Linked DNA regions of Mus musculus: region 2 is linked to region 1. Evidence: chromatin contacts called from public Hi-C data. All regions are on one chromosome and are shown on one strand. Each heading gives the region's core, a stretch centred on a gene start, on an enhancer-like site or on the middle of the called end of the contact. The rest is flanking DNA. Distances are from core to core; before and after follow the strand shown. Region 1 overlaps Fmn2 (formin 2). Region 2 has its middle 70 kb from the start of Gm51689.

Region 1 (7,389 bases), core at 644-3,143:
TTTCACCAAGCCTGGGCCTAGAAGCAACACAGCCAAGAGACCATGGACCAAAGCCCGAAACCACAAGCTGACATAAGCCTATCCTCCTTTAAACTGTGACTAACACCACATTACCCATCTGGCCTACTGCAGAGGGGATACTGTGAGGATTAAATAAGATAAACTTAACCTGTGTTCTTCAAACTCATCATAAGCAAACTCTCTGAAAATCCTCAATTATTCAATGCTGAACCACACAGCTCCTGAGGAAAACACAAGATTGGATTCCAGATTTCTGTAAGTCTTGGGTAACATCTTGTCACATGATCTGTGTGTACCCTGTTTCCTTTTTAATGTCTTATTTAAGGATTGTTGTTGATTCACTAACACTGAACACTTACACTGGCCCCAGGATACTCTAACTTTTGTTAGAACAAAGTTTGACTAACATGTAGTCTAATTACTAGGTCCACCAAGGCCTTCTGACACTTTGGAACACCAACAACATTTTAACACTAAGTGTAAAGTCATTTTAAAGGATATGCAAGGTGGGTCTAATAAACCACACAAAGGCTACTTGCTTAAAGACTTCCCTTTGTTCAAATTTACCTAGAAAAGTACATACTTCACAGAGCAAGATTTTTAGCCGCATTGGACAGGTTTGCAAATGACCATAAACACACCACAGAATGTAAGCGCTACAATCAACTTTAGCCAATAGGTGAGTTCACAAATACAGAATCCATGAATAATGAGGAGCTCAATGGTACAGCATTGGCTTAGAATGGACAAAAGCCTGAGCTCGATCCTCAATATTGACTAAAAATAAAAACATCATAGAGACTATCACCCTTCTGTGAGATCAACTAACAATCTGAGTGTTGACTATGTGCCTTAAGCTCTTCAGAACTTCTTTCACAGACGAATAATATACTTAAATCCCCCAGAGGTCCTCAGGTAGGAATGGTTTATAAGCCCATTTTACAGATGTGGAAACTAAGTCATTTAAGTACTTTCCCTGAGGAGAGTCACACGTGCTAGACTCACATCAAATAGCTAACCTCCCGCTAGCAGTTCCACTTAAGGTCTGTCATGGTTACAATATGTACGCACACAAGTCATGTGTGGGAAATGTTATGCCCAAAGCAACTTTGAAAATACCTCAGTTAATAAATGGCATTTGGAGGTAATGCTTTGGAGGGTAAATAAGACTGGCTGTTGTCACCAGAGTGCAGTGTATTAGTGACTTTATGAGAGGAAGAGAAGGCTACGCTGGCGATTTCAGTCTCCTCCCCATGTACTGCCATTCCCTCCCTGCTTTCATAACTGACAAGGCCATGGAGACATGGAAAAGCTACACCCTTGTACCTTCTAGTGCATCCTCCATTCCTGTGAACTACGTAAGTACCCAGCTTCCACAAAATACCCTCTTCATGACCTTCAGTTTTGAAAAGCTTCTGGAAACAACGTAAGACACGGTAGAACAAAGATGGTCTCTCCACTAAACTGGAAGCAGGTTCTTCTGAGGCTTCAGCCTTGTCGTAAAAACATTTGACCAACACTAAGGTTTCTCAAGGCAACGTCCTCAGACTGACTCTACGCTCTCCCTTAGTGTGACTGTGTGAGAAGATTCAAGATCGCCAAAGTCTTTTATCTCTTTCAGGAGCAGCTGAAGATAAGGCGCAGTCTCCGAATTCTAAGATAGGGGCGGAATCCCAGCTTCTGTCATTGCCAGCAAGCAGACGGAACAAACAGCTCTCGTATGCAGTGGAGAACCCTTGTCATGCTCAGTCCTGGACTCTCCCAAGCCTCTCCTCATCCTCTCCTCGTTGTTCCTCCTTCAGCCCTTTAAAAGATTCATCTCTGTGCAATCCACAGCTGACTTCGCTTCACAGTGGAATTTCCCATACTGTAGTCACTGCCACTGACTAAGATCTGTCCCTAACAGATGTCCCATCAGTGTCTTTTTCTGCTTCACTCTGACTGTTCTAGAAAAACTGGGATTTGTGTTGGAGACAAGAGCCCTACATCCCACATCCTCTGCGAGTACATTTTCTACAACTGCTCAAAGATCTGCCCTTTGCTCTATCTCATCAGCATGGTCATGATGTATTGATCCATTCATCAAACATTTCTCTGGGCTTCGTCTATCTGCCCAACTGTGTTAGATACTGAGGGGACAAAAGAAAGTACAGACAGTATTATCTTTATGGGGCTCAATCCCTGTACATATGTCCAATGATTCCAGACAGAAGGCATGGGCACAGTAGTTACAGTGTAAGGACTCTAAAGGGCTTTGGAGCATGAGGCTTTTCATATGGAGTGTGAGAGGCAGTCAAGATGGAACAATTTGGGCATCTGAGGGTACATGAGAACCATGCAAGGGAAGATGTGAAGGATAGTAGAGTCTTGAGGAAACAACTTATTTTTCCCTAGACCAAACTGAATCTGGAGGAGAGACAGTGAGAGATAAGGTCAAGAGGGCAATGGCAGGAGGGAGACTCTGTATGTCAAACTCACAGGCCTGAAACCTTTTAGAGACACAATGAACAGTCCTTGAGTAAGTCTAAGCAGATATCAGGGGTAAAACAGTTTGTGTTTTCAGAAAGATAACTCTGGGGTAGCATGCAGGAAGAGATTAGAAGGGGTCAAGATGGGAAGTAAGGGAATCCACAAGGAGATAATCCAGATAACAATGACTATGATCCAGATAACGCTGGGGTCTGCGCTCAATCATTGCCCAGTTTCACGCCCTGGGCCAGAGGCCACCAGCAAAGGTCAAGTCTCCACAGGAGAAGTAAGTTAAGCTGCCTGTCAATTCACCTGCACAATGGTCACCCTAACGCCAAGTTCACGTCCAGTTCTTCATCTCAACTAGTCTGCTCCATCTTCCTATATCTGCAAATTAAGTCCATCAGGAAATAAACTTTCTACAAAACTCTTCTTCTAAATTTACAGTCTCTCTACAACTTTTGATTTCTTTAATTAATCCAATAATCTACCATATACATTAAATATCTTGGCAGTTACCCTGTATCTTTTAAGTTGGTTTGTAGCTATATGGAAAAGATACTATCCTATAACTGAAATGACTAATTCTTTTTGTTGTTGTTCTTCTTCTTCCTTTAAAATATATATTATCCTTATTTTTTGAAACTGAAATGCAACTCCCACTTTAGTAAACCAGCAGAGTTCCTAACTACCTTGTAAATATTTGTCCTTTTATGCCCACAGAGGAGGGTAGGTTTCACCTCTCATCTAGGAAACATCTTACAGCAGATGGAAATCATTGCAGAAAACCACAACCAACCAAATGCAGAGGACAAGCGACCTAGGGGTGCTCAGCAACAACGGATACATCTATAACACAACTCCTGCAACTAGTGCTCAACCATCTTAGCAGAAGACTGGGCAGAAAGATACGCAAGCTAGAGAGGAACTGGAAATTTGCTTTGAGAATTCATCTCTTAGAAAAATTGGCTACACTCACACAGTCTTATCAACATGGAAGCCAGAACAAGACCCAAACAAAGACAACGCCAATAGACATGTTTACATGAAGGGGTCGTATTGCCTTATACAAGTCTTTACGTGTTTTTTCCCCCTGTCTCCTACAAGTGTCCTAGTACACAGCAGATCAGGTGATGCCTAATCATGGGAAAAGCATCCTTAAATAAGCAGGACATTCTCCTTAGTTACTACTCCATCAGACTGCCTTAGTTACTACTCCATCAGACTTCCTTAGTTACTACTCCATCAGACTTCCTTAGTTACTACTCCATCAGACTTCCTTAGTTACTACTCCATCAGACTTCCTTAGTTACTACTCCATCAGACTTCCTTAGTTACTACTCCATCAGACTGCCTTAGTTACTACTCCATCAGACTGCCTTAGTTACTACTCCATCAGACTTCCTTAGTTACTACTCCATCAGACTTCCTTAGTTACTACTCCATCAGACTTCCTTAGTTACTACTCCATCAGACTTCCTCAGCTTCCTTAACTTTGTGTCTTGTCTCTCGTATAAATGTTGCATGGCACGCACTAATTTTCCACCATCTACATCTCAACGGTTGGCTTCAGTGTAGCTCCAAGTCCTCACCACTCTGGAAGAAAACAAAAATACTATGTGGCATCCAATTCTTTCTCCACATCCTCAACACACATTCTAACTGCTTCCCAGATGTTGACTGCTTCTCAGTTTTTAAAACCAACACATAAGAGCTGGGCCTGGGAGCATATACCTTTAATCACTTGAGAGGCAGTCACAAATGGGTCTCTATGGATCTGTGGCCAGCGTGATCAATATAGTGAGTAGTAGGCTAGACAGTGTACACAGTCAGACTCTGGCACGAAACAACAAACACCTGATGAGTATCTCCTCCTGTTTCTGATGTTAAAATACCTACACTGATGTCCTTGGAGTGTCCATAAAACAAAAATGTTCTTTCTGGAAAAGTTGTGTCTTCCCTGGTCCATGGTACGGTAAATTCTCTCTCCAGGGTTTCCAGCTCTGTGTCTGCATCCCTGCCAGGGAGTATCTGTGCCTCTCTTCTTCCTAACTACCTGCATCTCCTGAGACTCACTATCTAAACACTGCTAACATGTTTATTGAGCACCTAAAATGATCATAAACTGAGTTGGGCCTGAAGGATCACCGTCCCACGCTCTCTGAATTAGTTCTCCTTGCTTCTAGGCCCATTTTTCTTACCCTGGTTTAACTGTGGCCATTCATTCATCATTGGGTGTTAAAAGGGTTTCCTACATACATTGTAGCTTAAATACCACCCTGTATTTGTGAAAGGGGAAATGTTCTATCTTAACATTATCTTCTTCCTTAAGTACCTACATGCAAATCCTAGCACAGCAAAAGTGCTTCAGTGATGTGGTGCTGTTTCTAGGGAATGGGATGCTTAGAATTAATATCTACAGAGCAGAGTAACACTCAAAATTCACTCAACACATTCCATATAGTTTCAGTTGAGAGGATGGACACCTGAACACAGGCGAGGAAGGCAACAGAGGCCTGGTTAATGCTACTCTCAGAATAATGTAGCAGCACAGGATGGGCTAGCAAAACACTTCTGAACATAACCCATACCCAACTGGCCAGGAGAAGTCTTTTCGTGCTGTTGTGGTAATTTACAGAGGTGAAGAGCTGCCCTCTAGTGACCAGGATGCGAATTGCAAGCGGTTTCATCCACAAAAATATGTTAGTCCCTTCACTAAAATGAATAAATACAATTTAACTCCAAGTTATAGTAAAACTTCAAAAGTTAGAGACAAAGGCCAAATAATAGACTTCTCTGTCTCTATTATAAATATCCCACTCCCATAAAAGGTATAGTTTAAAAATAATAGAATAACTTTTACAATGAAATGATGAAGTAATGAGATGTTATTTGGCAGCACTAACAGCAACTCCCTAAAGCCACATGATCTGTAAGATGTATGCTGTGAGCATAGGTATTTCTTATAGACCCTCTTCTGTGTCTATTTTTATGTGGATAATGCTCAAGTGACTATTCTGTACCATCTCATTGATGGTAGGTAACATGGTAGGTAATTTAAAGTATTGCTATAAGGACTGCATAGGTTGAGAAATGCATGCAGAAGTACTCAGCCTAGGTCCTCTGCAAAGAGCAGCAAGTGCTCTTAAATATTCTCTTACGTATCTCCAGCTCCAGTGGGAGAGTTTGTTTGCTTGCCATTGCCTAGTTTACTCTTCCGTTTTCATCATTTTAGCTTTCTCTGGTTCACCATAAATGAATTATTGCAGCTAATTAAATAACCAGAGGCCGAGCCCAGCAGTCATTTCCAGGGCACCCAGCTCAATATAGGTCTCTCCTCAGAAAACAAAACAAAACAGAAACAAACACAAACACAAACCAACAACCAGTAAGCTAGGAGAGCTATTATGACTATGTCCTCAAAAAGAAATTTAATTGTGAGCAAACACTAAAAGCTCATCTCGATGGTATTTTGTAGAGAACCTGGAGATTGTTTGGTTCTGAGCTAACCTCATAACTCCATCTCGCTTCCAGGAGGAGCACACGTTTGATATAACAATAAACTTATTTTAAAACAGAGTCCTGTCTTCACTTTGAAGGTTTCTCAAATTCTCCAGTTCAGAACATCATGTCCTATATAATCTGCGTATGCCAATACACATTACCCAGAAACCAAGATATGTTTAGAATTCATGTAAGATTCCTCTCATTTTTCCATAGGCCAGACTTAATAGAACAGAACAACGAGTCTCATTTCTGTTATCATACAATGTAGACTAGCTTATTTTCTCATGCAGTATGAAACCATTCTTAAAAGCATAGTTGGGAATAATTATAAGTAAGTTCAACAATTTCTTGTATATCCAAAAAAGTAAGCGCTATCAATAGTCAATGCTCTATGAGATGTTTCTTTTCTGGACATTTTTCCATAATTTATTTCTGTGTGTATGTGAATGACTGCACACATGTCAGAGCATGTATGTGCAGGTGCATGCACATAGGGGCCATAAGTCCACATCAGATGTCTTCCTTAATTACTCTCCGCCTTTTCTGGGTCTCTGATGGAAGCTTGAACTCACCAATTTGACTACATCAGTGAGTTTTCAGGCTCTATCTGTCTCTTAATCCCCAGAATGGGGATTACAGATATAGGTAGTAATAGATGAAAGGGTCTGAAAAGATACCATCAAATGCCCCATCCTCTGAAGTCATTTAAGAGTTGTAATGGCTCAATGGCACAGTCATTATCAACCACACACAAAAGCCTTGCTCCCAACCACAGCATGATGGAAAGTTGTCTTACTAGGTATTAGGCAGGCCACGCCAAAATAATTTTAGAGACTACCCCTGGGATGTGCTTAGACACGTCATCACACAAACATTTTCTCCCGGTGGCCTGGAGTTTCGCTGCAGGCAGCAAATGCTGGTACCACCCCCCACCCCACCCCCCAGTTCAATATAGAATAATATCGATCTGCGAAGCTAGTACTACTTTCTATTTCAAGGCTGAATGGGATCACAAACTGTAAATGAAAACAAGCATTTCCCTTCACCTCAGTAGATTCCCCTGTGAGCTAATACCGGGGCAGCCCAGCCATCTGTGCAGAGAGGAATGTCAGTCACACTACTATTTTTAAGTTTTAAGGTGAATAACAGAGACGGGGATTTGCCGTCCTAATAACGTTCTCTTACCTGCTGGACACCATTTGAGCATTTTTTCGGGCTTTCCAAAATAGAGGATTTAGGTTCTGGATTGGAAAGGAAGCAGACAGTCAATACCTTAAAGAACAACATTTCCCAGTTTCTCACTTAAAAGCTAAAACTTCCACTAGATACAAGTCTTTCACAGTGTATAGCAAGAATACTCAGTCCGTTTTTTCTAGTTTGATTAGCACACTG
Region 2 (6,825 bases), core at 2,204-4,703, 230 kb before region 1:
GGTGGGTCTCTCAATTGTTTCTATACAGCACACACACGTAGACGTGTGTGTGTGTGTGTGTGTGTGTGTGTGTGTGTATCTTGCTTCTTTTAGTGGTATGGAGCTTGAAGCAAGGGCCCCACATGTGGTAGGCAACTGCTCTGCTACTTAAATATTCCCCCCTCCAGGTGCTGGCTGCCTTTACAAGTGTGGGACTTTTCTTGTAACTTTTTATTAAATGCTGGATGAATACATAATCCTCTTGATCTCTGAACTTTCGATGGGAGCCTCCTATGACATGCGATCCTTGTGTTTAATTGTTTATTCCTGCTTTTTGGGTATGTCTTCTTCCGGATAACAAATAGATATTACTTCTTTGCTTATAATTCTACACTTTTTAAATTTTTTTCTCATTGCCAGAAGAGTGATAGATCCTTATATTTGCTTTTTATAGTGCCTGGCCTAGGGCCTTAATCATACTAGGTAAGTGTTCTACCATTGACTATCCCACAGTCCTAGGGGTAGAACTATTAATTCTTTGCATTGGGCCCCAACTGACTTTACCTTCAGACATTCACTCCTTTAAGGATGTGGTCATTGTATTCATTTTCTTCAAAAGTGATGTCATTTACTTGATTTCTTAGTTCCTATAATTTTCTCACATATGTACATTATTCATATACATATAATATGCAAGCCTTCATAAAATCACTTAAATTTCCAAGAATAACCCTTGCATCTTCAAGGTTTTTCTAATGTTCATGCCCATTGTAGTATATCTATTATTATTCATAAATGGGCTAGTCCACAGTGTGTGTGTGCATGTATGTGTGTATTTCTTTTCTTTTGAAGTAAGGTCTCATGTATTTCAGGCCATCCTTGAGCTCTCTCTGTGGCAAAGTCTTTGAACTTTTAACTTATTCTCCTATGTCTGCCTCCCAAATACTGGAATAGATGAGCCCTGCCACACAGCATTTATGAACTGTTAATGATGGAATTTAGAACTTCAAGTATGTCAACACGCAGTTTACCAAGTTATACAAGCTCTCTCCTTGCCCCTGCTTTGCTGGAGAATCCTTCCTTCCTATGGGGCCAGAGTTCAGGTGCTACATAGTGTTCTCACTCTCATCCCAGGGGCTCCTGCTTCACCTCTTCATGATTTGAGTTAAGGTCCGTTATTTTGAGATAAAACCCATGACCAACACTGCTTGGGTGACCAAGAACCAGACACTAGATACTCCAGGGATCAAGGGTAAAACTAAATACTGCAGATCTTAAAACAACGAAAACCATAGTGATGAAATGGCTCCTAATGATATTGTGTTATAGATCAGTTCCTTGTTCAGCCATCATCAGAGAAGCTTCGTCCTGCAGTAAATGGAGGAGGGGGGAGAGGGAGAGGGAGAGGGAGAGGGAGAGGGAGAGGGAGAGGGAGAGGGAGAGGGAGAGGGAGAGGGAGAGGGAGAGGGAGAGGGAGAGGGAGAGGGAGAGGGAGAGAGGGAAAGTGATGGGTTCTTAATACCCATCTTAATTGGTTCGCCAAGCTGCATTGCTTCACACACACAAAAAATCTTCCATGTCATTGAGGAATGTGGCTTCCCTCTGAAAGAGAAGGTCTCCAGGGGCATCCCCTCTCCACCTCCTCTCAGCCACTCACTGGAGATTTCCCACACATTTTCTGGTTTGGCTTTTTGACACCTCTAATTTTAATCAAAGATGAAGTTAGCATTTTTGCTTCATGGTGGTTTAGAATAATTTCTGAGCGAAGAAGGGGTACTGGTTGCACCACCATAGCATTTTAAATCATAACACGTTTTCTATTGTTTTTACTGTTTTTACTTGTACTGTATAAGTGAAGATGCATTTAAGGAAAAAAAAAAACAAAGGAAAGGAAAAGAAAAAGAAAAACACCCCCTCCCAGTGACTGAGTTCCCTGGTTGGTTAGAAAATGGAAGCCGCGGCAGCCAGGGACACATAACCCAGGAGATATGTGCTCTACTCTTTCAGAGCCGTTCACAGTCTCTCTGCAGCCCTGATTCCTCCCATCTAAAAACTCACACATTTTACCATATTTTGTTATATTTTTAAAAATAAACCTTTTGGCCTTCAGTTTAATAAGCTTTGCCTTTCTCTTTCTAGAATTTCTATTTTGGGGGCGAATATTCCCTCAAATGTTATATGTGCTTACAAATGTGCACAAAGCATTCTAAACACATTCAACATTTCTGCCTGTTCTCTATTCTTTTTTTAAGGCTCGTGTAGCATCCATGTGTTTGTGTGGGGACAGTGTTGATTCAAGGGAGTTTTCCAGCGTTAGATACAGCGTTAGCGATGTTAAGTCCCTGTTAGTTAGCACTGCACCCGTATTATTTTATACCCGGTTTTGGTTTCTTCTCCTCCACTCATGAATGTAGGTTCTATGAGGATAAGACACTTTCTTTGTTTTTGTTTTAATTATCTTTTTTTAATTTTTTTTTAAATTTTTTTTACAGTCCAGTTATTATCCCACTCCAATTCTGCCCTCTGATGATTCCTCATCTCATTCCTCCTCCCCCATCTCCAAGAGGATGTCGCCTCATTCCCACCCTCACCCCCCAAACCCTGTCAGGTCTCCTCATCCTCTGGGGCTTCAAGTGTCTCAAGGGTTAGGTGCATCTTCTCTCACGGAGGCAAGACCAGGCAGTCCTCGGCTGTATATGTGGTGGGGCCTCCGATCAGCTAGTGTATGCTGCCTGGTTGGTGCCTCAGAGAGAGATCTCTGGCGTCCAGGTGTGTTGAGACTTCTGGTCTTCCTATGGGGTCACCCTCTTCCTCCTCAACTTCTTCCAGCCTTTCCCTAATTCAAAAACAGAGGTCCCCGACTTCAGACCACCGTTTGCGAGTTTCTTTCTCTGTTTCTTTCTGTTTCTTTCTCAGTCTGCTGCTTGTCGGGCCTTTCAGAGAGCAGCCATGTCTGTAAGTAAGCTCCTGTCTGTAAGTATACCATAGCATCAGTAATAGTAAGTGTCTGTTACTCCCAGGGCAGACAGCAGTTTCTGGTACATATTAACATCCCAGCACTTAGAGAATTACACAGAGACAATAAGACATGCTTTTTAAGCATGTCTGAACTAGTTTCTTAAAATTTCCCAGCCATCTTGTTATTAATGTTTTAAAAACACAAAAATGGCTTGTTATTGTTTACAGTCTGGAGTTGATTTACTGCTTGAGTTCCTGTGCCCTCCGTGACCTCTGACATCCAAGTCCTCTCGTTTCCTCGCTGGTACATGCCCTTTAGCAGACCTTTGTGAGGTTTTTGGACGGTAAACTCTTGGTTTTCAAATTCTGAAAACATTTATCTCTTTCACCGACAGCCGTGATAGGCTGTTTTCAAGTTAGCTCTTAACTGTTTTATTTCCTGCTTTAGAATGACTAGCCCTTTGTTGTGAGTGATCTGACTCATTCTTCCCTGAGGACCTGAGTCAGTTTGACCTCTTTAGGTCGAATTTATCGGTATTTATTTAGCCCGACACTTGTTGCATTCTCAGCAAAGGGCATGCCGTTCCTTGATCCTAGCAAACTCTCAGCCATTGTTCCTTGAGGCCCTTATCTGTCTTTTCTGAAGCTTTTTACCAGTTTCTTCATACAAGGTCCTTGAGTCTCCATCTCTCCCGTGTCTTCTGCACACCTGTGGTCTCTTCACTCCTGACAACCTAGAATCCACTCAGTTCATGGAAATGTTTCTTTTCTACCTCACTGATTAGCTACTTTACATAACTGTGTGCCATTCCATTTCTTCAGCAGGACTAGGTCTATTCTCCCTTATCAACACTTTCCCTCTTAGGTTTAGGGGCTGTGGCTTGCAGGCTTGTCTGAGAGGGTCTAACGATACTGCTTCTTCTTTTTAAAAATATGTAGTTACTGATATCATGCTGAATCCACATCTAGCCTTCCTTTGTGCCACTGAATTCCTTTGTAGTGACAACACTGTGTGGTAGATGTTGTCCAGTTTGGTCTGCTTCTTTCTGTTGTCATACATGCACTATCAGCAATATTGTAGGCCTCCAAGGTAGTCACTTGCAGAGACCCCTGCATCAGTGTTCCTGGGGTTTGGCTTGGTCCTATTGCTTCAATGGGACATAACAATCTCCTGTTACCTTGTTCAGGAATTCCTTTGTTTATGGATCATTTTTTAAACAATTTTTCAATTTTTGTATTAGATATTTTCTTCATATATATTTCAAATGCTATCCCGAAAGTCTCCTATACCTTCCCCCCACCCTGCTCCCCAATCTACCCACTCCGGCTTCCTGTCCCTGTACTGGGGCATATAATCTTCGCAAGACCAAGGGCCTCTCTTCCCAATGGTGGCTGACTAGGCCATCTTGTGCTACATATGCAGCTAGAGACATGAGCTCTGGGGGTACTGGTTAGTTCATATTGTTGTTCTTCCTATAGGGTTGCAGACCCTTTCAGCTCCTTGGGTACTTTCTCTAGCTCCTCCATTGGGGACCCTGTGTTCCATCCAGCAGATGACTGTGAGCATCCACTTCTGTATTTGCCAGGCACTAGCATAGCCTCACAAGAAACAGCTATATCAGGGTCCTGTCAGCAAAATCTTGCTGGCATATTCAATAGTGTCTGGGTTTGGTGGCTGTTTATGGAATGGATCCCTGGGTGGGGCAGTCTCTGGATAGTTCTTCCTTCCATCTCAGCTTTATTGACCATTCTTGTCCCTTCCCCTCCATTCTCCAGATATATACTTTCTGAAACATATTTAGTCTTTTAAGGATTACTTAGAATTTCAAAACTTTAAACTTGGAGTTGTGCATATCTGTTTTAAATTTTATTTATTTATTTAATGTATGAGTGCTCTCTCTGCATGTACATCTGTGTTACAGAGTGGGTATCAGATCCCATTACAGATGGGCCACCATGTGCTTGCTGGGAATTGAACTCAGTACCTCTGGAAGAGCGGCTAGTGCTCTTAACCACTGAGATCTCTCCCAAATCGTGAGTTGTGCTTTTAAAATATAGAAAATTCTTCCACATTTACACCTACTTAACTGCCTTAATTATAAGGAAACAGCTTTGGGCCCCTTCTTTTTACACTGTCATCTATTTTAAAATTTGTCATGCATTTGTGGTTGAACAAGGGACAGCTCTGTCATAACCTATTGTTTGCATTTGCAAAGTAAGCCTGCCATAAGGAGATATGATTGCGTGTCCAGTTGACAAGGGGTGACTTACGATGGCTATTCTTGGTTGTCACCTTGAATACGTCTTGGAATTAAGTAAAATCCAAGTGGCTGAGTACACCTGTTGGGGACTTTTTCTTAACTAAATCATTTGTTGTGGAAAAACTGACTTTTAATTGGATTTTCTGAAGTGGGAAGATAAACTTTTAATCGAGAAGGTCACATCTTCTGGCCTATAGAAAAGATTTGGAAGAAGGAAGCTTTATCTCCTTGGCTGATTGTTCTTACTCCTGCTCTGGCTGGCAAGACCATTCCTTCACTGGCATGAGAGTATATGTATATATATCAATGTCTATTATAGATTTGTATATTGCACCTGATATATATTGAAGACCAGGTGAAACATTTGTTCTTATGGACTGGACAACTACTGGATTCATTCTATAAGTTCTTTTTCTCTAGATAACCCTGACTAATACACTAATGTCTTCCTCATTCTCTATTGTAACCCCATCCTGACAATAGACTTCTTTCAGTCCACCTTTTGTTTGTATCCTGAAGTTTGTGGTACAGTTAGCAGTTTGCCTTTCTTTAATAAACACCTATTAATATCTGTAATTTCATAGAAGCCAGAAAGACCAGTGTCCGGGGATGCCCTGTAGTAAGTGGTTTCTAATTTCGGATATGATTACTTGTGAGCTAGATATAAGAGAGCAATGGGTCAAGGTGAGGGAAAACCTGTAAAAAGATTTAGAGTAAATAGGTTACTTCATTTTCTGCTGCTATAACAGAATGTCAGAATCTATACTATATGAAAAAGAGAAATTTATATCAACAGGATTCTAGAGCTTGGTGAGTCCATCTGGTAAGGGCCTTTCTGCTGCATCTGACCATTGCAGGATGTATCATAAGGCAATACAGCATGAAAGAGAGTGGTTTTTGTTTTTTTCCCAATGAGAATTTACTTTTTCAATAATGACATCAGTTCTCTTATAATATGAACACACACCATAGGCTCCCCTGACACCAATGGTTTAGATATCAGGATTCCGATATTTTAACTTTGGGGGGGGGACTTATGCAGATTGTGGGAGTTTAGAAATAGCACTGCATGAAAGAAAGGACTGAAAGTGGTTTAGTCTGACAGGAGGCTGGAATTCAGATGGGCTGAGCAGAGAACAAAAAAAGGCAAAAGCAAGAACCTGATTGCTCTGTCAATCACAGTCAAGATTTTGGATAAATTGAAATCACTTAACTTTGATGTGTATAATTGCTAAGACCCTTTCAGTAGGAAATGCAGATTATCAGCTCTGTATTTTGGAACAAAAAATAGGTTAGATGTATAGACAAGAACTGGTATGAAGCAAATCTTTGAATATGGCAGCAATTAAAAGATACTGTGATGTTAATATTGAGTGCAAACTTGGCAGGTTCTGAGATCACCTAGGAGATAAATCTCTGAGCATGTCTTAGATGGGGCAAACTGGGGCAGAAATACCTACCCTTAAATATGAACAGCATTATTCCACTGGCTGAGGTTCTAGACTGAATAAAAAGGAGAAAATGAGCTGAGAACAGCACCAGCCCCTCTCCTTCTCTGCCCCCCTTCTTTTGATTCATGAATGTGAAAGCACTATGATCAGTCACCTTATGATCCTGCTACCCATGA

What was found. A called contact is a pair of places that touch in the nucleus more often than the background predicts.
Region 2: a contact with region 1 is called in a Hi-C map of extraembryonic endoderm stem cells, with 2.1 times the contacts expected there. The contact joins two enhancer-like sites. A contact is called at or near these places in 13 of 484 Hi-C or Micro-C datasets (the 3T3-L1 cell line, the C2C12 cell line, Sertoli cells and 8 more), 1 of 115 datasets of contacts at active chromatin or transcription factors (extraembryonic endoderm stem cells) and 1 of 9 other capture datasets (embryonic stem cells).

What each region holds. Positions count from the first base shown.
Region 1 is chr1:174,592,910-174,600,298 of GRCm38.p6, reverse strand. Fmn2 (formin 2) reads right to left here. Exons shown (of 18, transcript NM_019445.2): 4 at 7,183-7,238. Among named protein-coding and RNA genes, the nearest start is that of Fmn2, 95 kb to the right of the region's middle. Within about 2 kb of position 1,893, at least 12 of the 459 cell types and tissues checked have an H3K27ac peak or open chromatin away from gene starts, as enhancers often do. A contact at or near this core is called in extraembryonic endoderm stem cells, where this site is marked.
Region 2 is chr1:174,823,394-174,830,218 of GRCm38.p6, reverse strand. No RefSeq gene overlaps it. Among named protein-coding and RNA genes, the nearest start is that of Gm51689, 70 kb to the right of the region's middle. Within about 2 kb of position 3,453, at least 13 of the 459 cell types and tissues checked have an H3K27ac peak or open chromatin away from gene starts, as enhancers often do. A contact at or near this core is called in extraembryonic endoderm stem cells, where this site is marked.